Regions from separate parts of the Mus musculus genome. Here region 1 is linked to region 2. Evidence: chromatin contacts called from public HiChIP or PLAC-seq data. All regions are on one chromosome and are shown on one strand. The core of a region is the stretch at or near the end of the contact, and the rest is flanking DNA. Distances in the headings are between cores, read along the strand shown. Region 1 holds the start of Slc35b1 (solute carrier family 35, member B1). Region 2 holds the start of Acsf2 (acyl-CoA synthetase family member 2).

Region 1 (2,993 bases), core at 284-2,783, 780 kb before region 2:
GGAAAGGAACTTGCCTGTCAAGTAAGACCGCTATTTCTATCCTCTTAAGCTGGGAAATCTCTGAAAATTATTCATCGTCCCAGTTCCCCTTAAGCCTAACACAACCACATGCTGAGTGGAGGGAGAGATTCACTGAGTTCAAGAAAGGATGGCTTAACTCTACTGACAGGAACAAAGACATGTTTGAAGCTGACACACAAAGCGAAGTCAAAGGGATAAAGGGGAAAATGTTCTAAGGGCTTTCAATGGGGATTTGGAATATAGACGGCCCAGTCGTCTCCAACTAAAAAGTTGGTATAATTTAGAGGCCTAATATTTTAATCTCATTTCACAGCCATTGGTTTTACAGTCTGTAGAGAAGCTGTTTAAATACTCAAGGGTGTGGAGGTAGGGAAAACTTTGATTTTTAAAGATGAATCCACGTCTATGCCCAGAATATGGGAGGAAGGAGAGTGAGCCCAACAAATTACTATGAGGTACTCACAGATCTTGGCAAACATAGCATTGATCACACACTGGATGAAAACCAAAGTTAAGGCAAAGGTGAATGTCTCCTGTTTGGGTCCTTCTCCATACTTCCCTCTTGTGCTAAGACGAAACACATAAAAAAGCAATTAGTGTGTGCTACTCGGTGGCATCAAGTATGTTCAGATCCACTGAGAGCTTTGGAAGTATCATGCTTTTGTGGGTGTAGTTAGAGTTAGGAAGGATTACTGAGCTCATTTACCCAAAGGAGACGATTTGATTTAAGCCTAAAAACTAAGTCTAAACAGTAGACGCCAACCTACTGCTACCATAGCCTAAGGAAAAAATATCCGTAAAGGACACAGGTAGGAGAAAAAAAAAAAGTCAAGACAGCTGAACAAAAGTATCCCCCGTAGGAGAAAAAAAAAAAAAAAAGGCAAGACCCAGAGCAAGAAGATTAACGGTCTGCAAACACCTCGGGGCTTTCTAAAAATAAAATAAAATAAGACCTGGCTCAGGTCACGGAGCACTCTTGGAATCAACAAAAGTAAAAATATCTAAAGGGAAAAAAAAAATCGCGTTCTAAAACTCCAGAGGCCGGCCCTGAAATTTTAGAATTACAAGGATGCTCAGCTAGCAATGTATAATAGCAGGGTGCAAAAAAAGGTCAGAGGGCCGAGCCGGAGAAGAGAAAACCCTGTACCAGACACAGGAAGCCTGAAGACTAGACCGTAAAATGGATGGTGGAGACTGAATTCCGGCCCTGGCTGGGGGATGCTAGGAGTCCTGCCCCCTCAAGGGTCTGCTCACATCTTCTCCTGCAGGATCCCATAGTAGAAATAGCAGACAAAGACACCCAAGAAGCAGAGCGGCAGGCGCAGCCGATCAGGCACCAGGGATCTACTAGCGGCCATGAGACGCACGGACGAGTCGGCCGAAGATCCGTTCAGAGCAGGTAGCGGTACCGGCGGCGAAGGCGAAAGCTCCAGGCGGACATCGCCGGCCGGCGGCAGGGACCTCATAGGAGCTGCGTGCGACCGCCGGCTCGTAGGCCGGAGCAGCTACCTCCAGATATGCCAGCTCAGAGCTTCCGAGAGGGAAATGCCTCCTGCCCCGGCAGGAGCGTTCTAGGAAAGAAGGAAGGCTTTAAGATCTTGGCTCCATTCCTGGTGGCCAGGAAAGCCAGCCATATCGAGGTTATTGTCTCCTCTTTTAGGTTTTTCCGATCAGGCAACGCCGAGGACATCTACAAGCTGGAGCTCGGTGGGGAGGCCTAGGCGATTACGCGGCGTATAGTGATGACGTATAAGTATGTGGATGTTATCAATTGGCTCCGCAGAGCGAAAATAGACAGATGGGCGGAGAAAGAGGCGGTGAGGCCAGAAGAGAATTAAAGGCTTTTTTTTTTTTTTGCAGTTGGCTGTCAGGCCTCGGCTGGGTCCTAACGCCAAGAACGCTTCATAGAGCCGTAGCGCCCTCTAGCCGCTGCCCAACGTTAGCGACTCCAACCCTGTCTACCCTGTGTTCAAGACCTGGCTAAGAAGTCCAGGTCCTCTTCTTTGGGCAGGGAGCCACCGGGCAGGCTCTGTGATAGGTCAGGGCTCTTATCACTTAGAGGCAGCACATCACGTGTTGCTTAAATTCCGAGCTACAGTTTTCTCGCTCTGCAAACGAGGGGTAATTAGTAATAACCACCCTGTCACTCATTGAACGGTGTGAGGATTAAATGAGCTAAGGTTTACCAAAGTGTTTTATAAACTGTTAAGTGTGCTGTGCAAGTTTGGAGTATTAGTCATCATATTTTCTCAACTCTAATCGTATTTCCTCACCTCTTCGAGGTGAAAAATTCAATTTATTGAAATGCCTTTTAAAAAACAACAAAAGACATAATCACATGTAGCGCAGGCTGTCCTCGAATCTGCTATGTAGAATAATGTTGAATTTACAATCCTTTTCTCTTTACCTCCCTTCCGAGTGTTTTTTTTTTTTTTTTTTTTTTTTTGGTTTTTCGAGACAGGTTTCTCTGTGTAGCCCTGGCTGTCCTGGAACTCACTCTGTAGACCTGGCTGACCTCGAACTCAGAAATCTGCCTGCCTCAGCCTCCCAAGTGCTGGGATTAAAGGAGTGCGCCACCACTGCCTGGCTCCCTTCCAACTTCTTAAGTAAATTTTCTTCAAGACCTTCCAACTCTCCAATGAAGCAACACACACACACACACACACACACCACACCACACCACACCACACCACACCTCTTCCTATTTTTGGTCTCATCCATGGACTTCTCCCTGATTTAACAGTTGGGTCTTCACCTGCTTTGCTAGAATTGCAAAAGCAAGACTTAACACCAGGTCACCAAGTCCCCTACCTAATAACAGTCCCAATTGTCAAGCAGTTGTGGGTCTTGGGTTGCTTTCCTCTAAGCAGGCTTGCTCCTTTGGCACGTCCTCAGGCAAAGGAAGGAAAGGCAGGCAGCACCACACCCATCACTGGGGACCTGACTCACTAAGGCTTTGGGGACAAGCCAGA
Region 2 (3,502 bases), core at 81-2,580:
TGGGATACCAGTCAGCACCCTTCACTCCCTGGGCCTGGCTGTCTGAAACCACTGTATACATTTGATTTGGAGGGCATCATGCCGTTTCAAGCCCAGCTTTTCAAAGTCTCTCCTCTTGACTTGTTCTCCAACGGAACACAGATTCTTTCCAAAAAGCTGTCAGAGGGAGAGGGAGAGGGAGAGAAAGAGAGAGATATCTGGTCACTCTGGAGATCAGAGAAGGAGTAGCTGTATTAGTCATGACCCCAGCTGAACCAGATCAAGGCAAAGGTTCACCAGGCTAACCTCCACCCTCCGCCAACTGTTCCTCTGCCTGGCTTTCTTCATTCCAAGTCAGGAGAAGGGAAGCCACCCGGCCGGGGGCCTTTCTTCTCTTCTTTCCCAGATCGTTCAGGACAACGAGGAGCTAGAAAGTGGAGGACTAGTGTACTCATCTTTGGACACCCAGCGCACAGCCTGAGCACTCACCTCTTGTAGATCTTGTCACCCATCCTCCTTGGATGACGTTAGAATACATTCCTAAGGGCACAGCTAGAGGGTTGAGTCACAAAGTCAGGGTCCTTTGGAGCCTAGGGGAGCAGCTGAGGAAATTGTGTTTAAGGCTTCAGGCTAGAGCAGAAAGAGGGAAGGTAGGATACAACAGACGCGTCCCTGATGCCACCTAATCTTGTCTACCTGGTACTCTTCTCAGAGTCGTGGGGAGGATGCAAGGTCGAAGTAAAGCTGACTCTTAGCCTCTGGCCAGACTAGCACCTTGGTCCCCGGAGGTCTCCGAATACAGAGGGGTTTACCCATCAGAGCGGTAGGTCCCAACTACCTTTCCTCTCCCCAGAGGCCCTCTGCTCCAGTTGGCAGGCCTCAGGGGCACTCGGGGCAGATTCCTTTGGCCTGTAGCTCAGCACCCAGGAAGTCCCCACGTGACCCAAGCCCTACTGGGCACGTGGGACCAACCAGTCCAGGCATTGTCATCTGGCTCTATATAGACTGTTGATTGTTTTCCCGTTTATGAAACTCTTAGGCCCTCCAAAGTTAGAGTGATGATTGCAGGAAGGCCCTGTATTGTGCTGCAGAGCCGGTCTTGGGAGCCCCGGGAGGGGGAGGGGGGACAAGGGCGGGACTTCGAGGGCGGGCTTGAAGGGCTGCAGTTCCCACGCAAAGGTGGCCAGGACCGAGTCGCCACTTCCCGGCCTCTCCTCGCCCCGCCCCGCCCCGCCCCGCGGGGACCCAGTCCTCCTCACCCCATAGGCAGAGCGACCCTCCCGCCTCCCCGTCCGCTTCTTAATTACCCTCGCCTCGTTCACTTTCAAAGTTTACTCCCGGCCCGGACCCGCGGCGGAAGCGAGCCATGGCTGTCTATCACGGGATGCTGCGCTTCGGGAGGCTGTGTATCGCGAGCCTGGGGGCGCGGGGCCCCCGGACGCTGCTCTCTCGCCCTCGGCCGAACTCGAAGTTGCAGAGTGTCCGCGCTCTCAGGTACCCCGAGCAGCATTCCGAAAAGAGAGGGGGCTGGGCAGTCCCGAGAAGGGAACTTGGGAGTTCTGCAGTGCTTGGCAGGGGCTGACCCCACTCTGGGTAGCCCTCACACACACTACCCTACCACCTAGGCAAAGGGAAAAGCCAGGCCTGCCCGGGATCTGGGGCTGCTGCTCATAGCCACAGGAGTCCCAGGCTGAGTTCAAATTCTAGTTCAGAATTCTGTATGCGTCCCATGTGGTACACAGAGCCAGGAGTGGAGGCTTTTTAACAGTACACCCGAGGAATAGAGCTGAATACTGCTAGGGCATTCTCTCAGCTGTATTAACTCCCGTGAAAAATGTGGGGACCGTTTGGGGGTCCACAGGGCACTGAGTATAACAGATCTTTCCTTCCTTTGTTTTCTTTTCCTTCCTTCTTTTCCTCCACCACCTCCTCTACTTTTTGGAGCAGGGTTCTCTCTGTAGCTGTGGTTGTCCTGAAACTCGCTCTGTACACCAGGCTAGCCTTGAAATCACAGAGATCTGCCTGACTCTGCCTTCTGAGTGCAGAGACTAAAGACCTGTACCACCACTGCCCGGCTTCCTTCCTCCTTTCAGTCATTACCACTTCTGGGCCCATTTTTTCATCTGTCTTCAGTGCAAGATCTGGGAAAGGGGTTGGCAGGAGAGAGTTGGCTGAATAAATCTAATATGACCAGACACGGAGGGGACTGCAGGAGCTTGCTGGGGAAAGGCCAAGCTGGGAGAGTTGGCTGTGCAACAAGGTGAATGGTGGTATCCTCTGCGTCCAGTAGGTATGCACATCGCCTATCCTGCTCTACCGCACGGAAGGGCAAACTACTAAGCCTGTTGTCCGTATTATTGTGCAGGCTGTGGTCTTGGAAAGGAATAGTGGAGGCACGGCAGAAAGAGGAATATGTCTCAGAAAACACTACTAAGTTTAAAAGACACTACTAAGGCCGATGAGAGTAGTGGTGTGTACCTTTAAGGCAGAGCCAGGGTTTCTGAGTTCAAGGCCAGCTTGGCCTATGAAGTAAATTCCAGGACAGTTGGGGCTAAACAGATAAACCCTGTGCACCCAATCAAAAGACAGCCCCCCTGAGAAGAAGTTGGACGGACAAGTTGGAAGATGTCTTTTTGGCTGGAACTCTCAGGTTCTGAGAGCTAAGTGCCTTCTGAGAATTAAGAAACAAACTGGTGTGTGTGTGTGTGTGTGTGTGTGTGTGTGTGTGTGTGTGTGTGTATGTATGTATGTATGTGAATTAGCACTCTAACACTGATGTTAGTACATGTTCAGCTCCTGTGAAGTGCTTTAACATCCCTCTGCCTTCTTTCCTGAGGAGACCTAGGGGCTCATGGCTCCATGCACATGTGATTTTTGTTTTTGTTTTTCCTTCCTTCCTTCCTTCCTTCCTTCCTTCCTTCCTTCCTTTCTTTCTTTCTTTCCTTCTTTCTTTCTTTTCTTTCTTTCTTTTGGGGGAGGTTTTTTCGAGACAGAGTTTCTCTGTGTAGCCCTGGCTGTCCTGGAACTCACTCTGTAGACCAGGCTGGCCTTGAACTCAGAAATCCACCTTCCTCTGCCTCCCAAGTGCTGGGATTAAAGGCGTGCGCCACCACGCCCGGCTGTTTGTTTTTTAATATGAGTACACTGCAGCTGTCTTCAGACACACACCAAAAGAGTGCATCGGATCCCATTATAGGTGGTTGTGAGCCACCATATGGTTGCTGGGATTTGAACTCAGGACCTCTGGCAGAGCTGTCGGTGCTCTTAACCGCTGAGCCATCTCTCCAGCCCTCACTTGTGTTTTAAGTGCAGGTGAAGGCAACTGATAAATGTGTTTTCCTTTATCTCTCTCTACCTTACCATTTTGAGGTAGGGTACTGAGCCTGGGACCCATTGATTCTGCTAGGATGGCTAGCCAGTGAGTTCTAGGGATTTTTTCTTCTCTGTCCCCCAGCCCCTAGCACTGAGAAGTTACAGGTGGCTGAGCCATGGTGCCAAGCTTTTGTGTGAAAGTTGGGGATCC

Evidence for each region. HiChIP or PLAC-seq counts read pairs in DNA pulled down with a chosen protein or histone mark.
Region 1: an H3K4me3 HiChIP or PLAC-seq map of bone marrow-derived macrophages shows a contact between it and region 2, with 4 times the contacts expected there. The contact joins the promoter of Slc35b1 here to the promoter of Acsf2 in region 2.

The regions. Positions count from the first base shown.
Region 1 is chr11:95,383,396-95,386,388 of GRCm38.p6, reverse strand. Slc35b1 (solute carrier family 35, member B1) reads right to left here and starts at 1,533. Exons shown (of 9, transcript NM_016752.3): 1 at 1,276-1,533; 2 at 485-588. The coding sequence starts at 1,379.
Region 2 is chr11:94,599,614-94,603,115 of GRCm38.p6, reverse strand. Acsf2 (acyl-CoA synthetase family member 2) reads left to right here and starts at 1,330. Exons shown (of 16, transcript NM_153807.2): 1 at 1,330-1,473. The coding sequence starts at 1,346.